Linked DNA regions of Drosophila melanogaster: region 2 is linked to region 1. A link is a contact called in public Hi-C data. All regions are on one chromosome and are shown on one strand. The core of a region is the stretch at or near the end of the contact, and the rest is flanking DNA. Distances in the headings are between cores, read along the strand shown.

What was found. A called contact is a pair of places that touch in the nucleus more often than the background predicts.
Region 2: a contact with region 1 is called in a Hi-C map of the Kc167 cell line, with 2.4 times the contacts expected there. The contact joins the promoter of CG6791 here to the promoter of Ipo9 in region 1. A contact is called at or near these places in 15 of 107 Hi-C or Micro-C datasets (the Clone 8 cell line, the D17-c3 cell line, the Kc167 cell line and 6 more) and 1 of 6 datasets of contacts at active chromatin or transcription factors (the Kc167 cell line).

Annotation. Positions count from the first base shown.
Region 1 is chr3R:11,410,205-11,414,658 of dm6, reverse strand. Ipo9 (Importin 9) reads right to left here and starts at 2,137. Exons shown (of 6, transcript NM_141811.2): 1 at 1,827-2,137; 2 at 1,100-1,744; 3 at 627-1,045; 4 at 17-568. The coding sequence starts at 1,965. It overlaps Irbp (Inverted repeat-binding protein), which reads right to left. Exons shown (of 2, transcript NM_080512.5): 1 at 3,849-4,454; 2 at 2,219-3,603. The coding sequence ends at 2,381. snoRNA:Irbp-a (a small nucleolar RNA gene) reads right to left here and starts at 3,811; the gene lies at 3,662-3,811.
Region 2 is chr3R:11,587,493-11,591,946 of dm6, reverse strand. CG6791 reads left to right here and starts at 1,801. Exons shown (of 4, transcript NM_169403.2): 1 at 1,801-2,879; 2 at 2,934-3,387; 3 at 3,445-4,454. The coding sequence starts at 2,137. It overlaps Jupiter (jupiter,), which reads left to right. Exons shown (of 5, transcript NM_169406.4): 5 at 640-1,561. The coding sequence ends at 779.

The DNA.
Region 1 (4,454 bases), core at 888-3,387:
CCTTTCAATCACTTACTTTAACCATGAAAGTTAGGGCTTCCATTAGCAGTGCTAAGACTGCTGCCTTGGATCCCGGCACTAAAGCCATAATTCCGTCTAGGAAACCCGGCAGCTTTGAGACCAACAAAGTTCGCTTCTCTCCATCGATTGTTTCGTTCGCCTGCAGGAATCCATTCAGGGTGCGCACTGCGCTGATTCTAAGGATGTGTGACTTCTCCGGCGACAGGCTGCACAGCGTGACATCAAGAATCTCGGTCAACATCTGCGGATTGTATAGGTCCGACTTGGAGTAGATGCTCAACGTCCAAAGGGCACGACCAACAAGAGGTGGAGATTCTTGATGCACAAGCAAATTCCGAACTATGGTCAAGTAGTTGAGGAGGTCAAACGTAGAGTCGCCGGCGAGGATGACGTCGCGGAAAGCATGCACGGCATCCATGCAGGCCTCCTGGATCTTCCACCAGTTGGGATTGTTGGCCGCTTTTTCTGCATCAGCCACACTAAAGTGCCTGCCCAATGCCTCCTGCAATGGCTGAATTGCGTTGGCTCCGAATTCGTCGTTAATAGCCTACAAAAATATATTATGCCAGTGATGAAGCTCTTCAGAAAAGTCTTTTCTCGCTCACCAGGAGAACATCACGGCCGCACATGCGCACCGTGAGCTCCACACCGCCATCATCCTCATCATCCACGAACTTCTCCGGATCATCATGCCAGTCCTCCAACTGCTCCTCGCTCAGCTGAATGTAAACAATGGTTATGTATATGAGGTCGGCCAGCACATTTTTGATGCTGCCACGTAGTTTGTTGCATGTCAGTATGCAGTTGATGAACTCAAGGATCTGGATGATCAGTGATTGGAAATTGGTCTGCTCGTCATCCTCCTCGCTGTCGCCGCTGGCCAGCGGACTTGTCTCAGTCTGATTCACCGACACCTTCACGTAAGTCTCGGCTATTTGTGTGAGTAGCTGCCAGACAATGGGCAGAACACGGTCCATAAAGGGGTTGATGTACTTTGGCATCTCATTGACCAAATGGGTAAACACTAAAGTGAGATCAAGTTTAGTTTACTTTCCAGCAAAGACGAAATGAAACCCACCCTTGATAATTTCCGTGCGAAGCAGGAAACTGGAAACGGCGCCGCTATTCATGCTCAGGTAATGCATAAGCTTGTCCATAAAGTTTGTCAAAATGGAGCTCATCATGGTGCTCTGCTCTTCTTTGTTGGTGATCAGTGCAGCAATGGATGCAAAAAGTGGCTTCAAGATGCGAATGGCCGAAACTCTTGTTTTGATCGAGTAATTTTGCTCGGAGTCGAAGATGCGATAGACTTCGGGTATGACTACTGGACCCAGTTCCTTGATTTGCTCCACGTCGTAGCTGAAATCCTGCAGCACCTGCATGGCACCGTGTATGGAATCCTCATTGCCGCCCAGGCATTTGACAATGATGTCGAACAGCTCCGCCCAACAATGTGGGTAATCCGTGGCGGCTATGGTGGAGATGGTATGCGCGACTGAGGAGCGTATCTTTGAATTGGGATCATACAGTCCGTTTGGCAGAATGTTTCGTATGGTTCGCTTGGCCTGCTCGCTGGCCATACAACCGTTGGCTTTCCTTTTAACATCATCGTCATCCGTCCAGTGGTTCTCCACGTAACGAGTGAGCATCACGATCGCGATTTGACGGAGTGGCAGCTCGTGCGCCTGGTTCATAATGATCTCGGACAGGTAGACGCCATAGCCTGCAAATGAATGAGATGGTTAAAATAGGGCTACATGTGAACCGCGCCCAAGCCACGCCAATCCAGCTGCCCGCCAAATCACCTTCCGTGTACTCCAGCTGCTTGATCCTCTTTTCTGTCTGCTGCAGGACTCCTGTGTCCGAGCTAAGTAGGTTCTGCAGCTCCTCGATGATGGCTTGCTTAACGGAGTCCCCGCAGTCGTTTTGGAATTGCAGCGACATTCTTCGGCCGTGGTTCGAAATAAATTAATTCGTAATGCCCAAATTCGCACAAAAGAAGCCGGCGCGGCGCTATCACATGTAGTCAACGGGCGTTTTGCAAGACTGCTTCGTGCGAAACTAGTGATGACAAACTTACGATTGGATAGTAATCGATTTTTAAAAAGGATTCTTGACTACTATGTTAAGCCTGCTCAGTACAATTTTTACGTTTTTTTCTTTTCTGTTATTGTGTAATGGAATATACATTTTTTTTAAAACAACATTTTAATAATTTATTTTACAAGTAATTATGTGTTGGTATGTATTTAATTAACAATTCGGACAACAAAACATTATTTTCTAATCCTAAGTTTACCAATGGTTAATACAAGCTAGATTGGTACAGATTTATCACTCAAAGTATGGAATATTTTAATTACTTATGTAGTTCCTCGATTTTGGCGACCAGTTTTGCCTTCTTTGACGACTTGGGCATTGTAACATCGAAGTGATGCTGCAGAATAAAATGCAACTGGGCGGCCGTGCAACTCGTCAGAGCCTCATCCTTGTTCAGGCTCTTTACGAATTCGAATTCCTTGAGTTGATCATCATCGATCTTGGCCATTTTGGGACCGCTCGCTCCCGCTGTGGTGGACTTGGCTGCTCGCTTCTTATGGGGTTCTGCTTCCGGAGCGAACATTTCATAGTCCGGCAGCAGCTTTTCTATGCGCTTGTCCTGTTGCGAAGTGTCCAGCAGATTATCGAGTCCTTTAGTATCTGTCGAAAAGTCCAGGGAGAGGGCCAGAAGATTCGCCTGCAGGGCGTCCAGACTTGGATCGTTGATGAGATTCGGCTGATAGTCAACGCGCAGCTTCTTGATGATCTTTTGGAAAAACTCGACTTTCTGTTCGTCAGCAGTGTTTTCCGTATTGTTCCAGTCCTGCAAGTCTAGGTGGCGGATGTGCTTGGCCTCCGGCAAGTAGACAATCTTGAATCCGTCACCGCAGAGCAGAGAGCGATAGTTCTTATCTTCCCCATTATCTGGGGCCTCTACTGGCACAAGTGCCACATAGCGAGGTATCGACTTGCGCTTGCACATGAACAGGCAAATGGCAATCTTGTCGCGCACCAAGCATCGTTCCCACAATGCGCGGAACAAGCGCTTCGATCCGATGATGCTCTGATCATCGGGGTACATGAAATTCGCTGGCTTGATGTAGCTAACTTCGGGAAGAGAGGATCGATGCTTGAAGCCCAGCAGCATCATTTGCGGCTTGTGCAGATTGCGCACCCTGTTCAACTGATCCATGCTGATGCGCAGATCCCTTTCGCCCACGTTGCAAGTGTACCAACCGCCCGTCACCTTAATCTGATACTCGTGCTCGATATCCTGCGAGCCATCGTCCTTTTGTTTTTGCACCGTAATCACTCGCTTAGTACGCACCACACTGTTGTCCCTGCGCAGGATTTGCACTTTGCGCGGATAGGCGCGTCGCTGAAAGTAATTGTAGTACTGTACGGACATGGATAGGTTGGGGCCCAGATAAAAACTGAAGTGGCCCAGGCATCGGCGAAGGAAATCCTGCTTCAACTTACGATCGGACAGGATTTCGCGCAGCATCTGGGCATCTGGCACCTGGAAGGCGTCCAGTTCGATAGCTGCAAAAAAGGTCCTCATTAAACATCATCTAGTGTACGGATTGCTATATATTTATTTTATTATTCTTGTAAGCCAATCCAAAACCACGAACCAATTGAGCTTCACTTGGATGCGGGTGAATGATTGCTTATATTTGATCTACGAAGTCTTAAAACCTTTCAGGCGAAAATTGAACGCCAAACAGGGGAACAGACTTCGCACATTAAAACCCATAAGAAATGAATAGCAGACTTAAAGGACTTACCTCTTGACAACGTGATGAACTCCTTGTAAAACGGCTCGTAGTCAAAGTCATCGACCATGGGAATGACATGAAACTCGAACTCCTTGCCCTCCAGATCGCTGGCCTTTTGCAGGGCAGCCTGGAAGTGATTGCTGTTCGATGGATGAGGTTCCCTGACGTCCGTGACATAGGCGATCTTGGCGTTGTTTAGCTTCTTGCCGCACTTTTCCAGCATCTCGATGCAGAGCCGGATCATAAGGTCAAACCTGCCGCGACCATCGGGTTCCGCCAGGCCATACACATCGGCGAACTGCGTCTCCACCCCGCCCATGAATTCCAGATAGTGCTCCACAATGGGTTTGGTTAGTTGGCGAAGGGGCAAGAACACTGCGCAGTTATCCGGCATTACGATGTTGTCCAATGCACTGGCTTCCAGCGGCGGCGGACTGTGCTTGGTGTTGGCGAAGATGAGTCCGATGAGGTCCTTGTCGTTAACCAGAAGTCCGGATATAAAGGCCGTCCGGATGATGTTCAGTGCCTCCAACAGGCGCTCCACGCCGGCTGTCTGAAGATTGGCGTCTACCACGAACAGAATGGCCTCGCGCCCATGGTAGTCCCGCTTCATGG
Region 2 (4,454 bases), core at 552-3,051, 180 kb before region 1:
CGATTCGCCTGCCTCCCCGCTCCTTCTTCCAACAGCAAGACCAGACACCAAAGAAACATCCCCACGCGTATCCTTGTGTCCCCCAGAACCGGCTCGAACCGAAACGCCAATTCCACCGGCTGACGACGCCCTATCCATTGATAACTCGTGCCGAGATAGCGAAGTTGGAGACGTGCCGGCAGATAACAGCACAGTCACAAAGTCCGATCAGGTGAACGAGGGCTGTCAAACTCGGCGAGACTCTGGAAATAATCCCGAACAGCCATACTCGCTGAACAAGATGGCAGGCGTGAGCAATGTAAAGGAGCCCCTTGGGCTCTGTCCAAACGAGATTAAGGAGGAGCAGCAGGCGTGCTCCAAACTCGATTCACGCAATCCGATCACGGGCCTCGGCCTCAACGGAGATGGTGTTGGCGGCCTCAAGCCCAAGAAGCTAAAGATCCGAGGTGGGCGTTTGGTTCTGGTTGTCGCTTCCGTCTGAAATTCCATACTCCAAACTCCAAACGAACATAGCCAATCCCCAAGTACTTTTATTAGTTGCGCTTTAATTTCGGATTCTTAGAAACCAATTTGATTTTATACACCTAGTTTGCATTCTAAGTAGTCAAATTTTCTAATGATATTCCTTTGTTTTCACAGAGGGCAACCCCGTCACAGGCGAGGGCTACAAGGTCGTAGCCAACGAGTATTCCCAGCGCCAGGAGTCGTCCAATGGCGGCACTCCGGTGATCAACAAGAACCGCATTCCCCCAGGCGGCTACTCGTCGGGCCTGTGGTAATGACAGCCGGAATTGCTCAGATCCCAGCACAAGCAATTGAGGAGCCGATGGCGGGACGAGACACTATAAGAAAAAAAAAAAACCAACAAAACAAGCAAAAAAAATCATACTACCCATCTAATATACGCATAAAACCCTACACTCCCGTATCCAGGTCAGAAAATCGAAAGGCACGAAAGTAGGACATGATGGCCAACGAATAATTAAGCGAGAGAATAGCAATTGCTCAACGATCTGCAGATGCAATAGTACGATACGCTTCCCAGATGAGAATTAATCAACCAATTTTAGAAGGCGGCGTTGCACCCAAACCTATCACTACCAACACCACCACCACCCCATTGCAAATCTGTAATTTAAATTCCTTAGTTGGTGTAAATCCATGTAACGCGTGTAGCCCCACAAAACGACGCCCGATCGCCTGCCCTCTGCAACTGCAGATATATTATATATATGATATTCATCAACCCGGTGTGTGCTTACGTGTGAAGCAAGCGAGAAGCAAGGATGCGAGCGGTGGCGGCCTGTTGGAGTCCTTTGATCACACATGGATTTTATTTTAGTTGCTACTACACGCCACATATATTTATATTTATACCAACTGCATTCACACGAACACTCACGAAAACACATACATACATACATTATAAACATTGTATTACATTACATTAAATATGTAATTTAAACGGTACGACAGCACTTTCTAATGTGCACGTGCTAATTAAGTGTAAAAATACAAAATTCAAGCGCGAATATTTGTTCAATAAAAACCTTTCGTACATAACATGCCTTTTTGTCCTTATTTAGAAAAGTGGTCGGGCTGGACGGAAATTGTTTGGAGTTAATAACCTTTTGACCGAGGTCCTAAGCTGAAGTTAAAAACTAGTTTTCAAGAAACATTTAATTTTTCGCGCCCATAAGCTTAAATCGTCGATAAGCTATCGATTGACATGCTGTGGGTTATCGATGTTCACTTTCTTGGTCTGGCAACACCGTGCAACGCCGTTCCAGTTTATTTGCGGCCCGTAGCTCTGCGACGCCGCAAACAAAATGGCTCTGATTTTTGCAGACTACAATAAGTTTTAGTTTTGGCCATTTTTCCGCTGCCCCAGTGGGCTAAACGCAGATGCAAAAGGACCCAGTGAGGTGTGTGCTGCTGCACCGACTGTGAAGATGGAACCTGGTGTGCGCAACACCTCAGAAGAGCTCTACCAAGTGAAAAACCAGACAGCCGTCGTCGTTATTGCCAATTGTGGCATATAGGATACGAAAACTAGTTCTCACGCATACGCACTCACACATTGAAGAGCCACTGACGACGCGAGCTGTCGCAGAAAAGCCTCTTCCCAGCCAAAAGATGGAGGGCATGGATCTGTGGACGTCGATGTTCTCGTCCGACTTCGAGGAGGGTGAGGCGGAGAGCGGGGTGGCGGAACTGGAGGACAGCGAGCAGTACGGGAATGGCAATGATGACTTCCTAGGCGATACGGCGATCCTTGATTCAGGCGATGCCATCGATGACCTGCTGGATGCCGAAGAGGATGAGAGGGAGGAGGAGGATGATTACGAAAAGAACTCCAAGGAGCCAAAGCAACCAGATCCCGACGATGATGCGCTCTTTGATTTTAATATGGAACCTATTGTAGATATAGCGGAGCCACAGCGTCCATCGTTGGCTCCTGCTGGACCCATGAGCCAACAAGTGCGTCCGCCAATGCAGCGACACTCATTCCCGGGAGCTGGGGGTCGACCCAGATTGGGTTCCGGACTGTCTGTACGACCCACCACCTCGCAGATCAATGCAACGGACGAGAACGGAGTGCCAATTAACTATGAGTTGGGCGTAGTCTACATCTGCCCCGCCTGCGGTGGTGAATTCCGGCAACAGGACCACTGGAAGCGGCACATGAACCACATTCACAAATACAACACTCTACGTGGCTTGAACTTTACGCCGCTGGACAAGCTCTATCAGCGGTGCAGGGAGTGCAACAAGCGGATTGCCATGCACAGCCGGGAAAACCTGCTTAAGCATAAGTTCACGCACCTGCCCTTCAGGTGCACCAAGTGCTACATCTGCAAACGGGAGTACAAATACAGGTACGGTAATGAGTATCCTATTCAGCCCTTCCTTAATAGTAATGTCTTTTAAAGGCAAGATCTTATGGTTCATCTTCGCATGGTCCATTGCGATGAAGTCGTGGCCATGATGCGGGAGGGTTACAATGCGGCGGGGCGGAAGACACGGGTTCGAGAGTCTCGCACCGAGCAGCTGCTGCGGGAGAAGAGCTTCCGAGAGAATGATGACCTTGGGGAGGAATCTGATCGCATAGAGGTTCGGAATGAGCTGCTCGAACCGGATGCCGATGAGTCTGGCACCCAGGAGCAGACCGTGTCTGAAGAGGTTTCCAAGAAAAAGGCTGGTACTCGAGGAGCAGCCGAACTGTGCGAGGATTACATACACTACATGTGTCCAGACTGCGGCACCGACTGCGACACCCACGCCCAATGGAGCCAGCACATCGAGTTCGTCCACGACTACGTCAGCCGAAGGGGACTTAATTTCCGAAGCGTGGACATGCAAATGCAGTGCCTCGAGTGCAAAAAGGTGAGTTTCGATTTATAAACCAAACTTTGCTGAATCAATTATTTTTTATTATCTCAGATTGTGACTCCCAATACCATTAAATCACTTCGCGCCCACAAATTCAGCCATTTGTCGCAGCCTGAGTGGCTGCGCTGTAAACTCTGCTACAAGGGTTACACGGATCATCAGGAAATAATCAGACATCTGCTGCAGCAGCATCATATGGATACGCTTATGTCGGAGGACGCAGAGGAGGAGGATGGTGACGCTCCCTCGGCCATAGAGGATGAATGCGACGGGGACAATGGAAACGGCGAGGGAAATGGCGCCCCTTTGGACGAGGACTCGCCCTACTTTGAAGACGCACCCAGACGCGGCGGTCGCATCAGCAGCGACGACATTTTCGAGCCTCACATCGACTACCTCTGTCCGCAGTGCGGCAAAGAATTCATCGAGAAGAAGCACTGGCGCACCCACGTGGTCATGGCGCACAGCATGAACGATCTGAGCAAGCTTAATTTTGAGATGATAAACGAACGGCAGCTTAAGTGCACTGAGTGTGACAAGATCATAACCAATGCGTATGGAATCCAGAATGCCCAGCAACACAGGATCACGCATCTTCCATTCAAGGCCTACGCCAGGTGCCGCAAGTGCCACAAGTCCTACACGGACAGGAAGGGTCTCGTAAAGCATCTGGCCACCCATCATCGGGTTGGTTGGCCACGAAAGCTTTCGGGAGGATGCCCAGCTCCAATTCTCACACCCGCCAAGCAGCCACGCAAACAGATAGTGACGGTAGCCAATGAAACGTACGAGATAATCTATCTGGACGACGTGGATCAAGGCGGCATGGAGGAGGATAACGACTTTGGTGAACAGATGCAGGCAGAAGAGGATGAATATCCAATTGCACCGCCACCACCATCACCACCACCGCCGCCACAGCCAACAACTCAAGGAAATCATCAACGCTACAAGTGCGTCCACTGTGGCACACTCTTCGCCACCCAGGCGGCCGTCCGTGTTCATATTAGCGAAAAGCGGTGCAGGAAGACAGTGGTGAGAAGGCGTCGACAGCCAGTGAT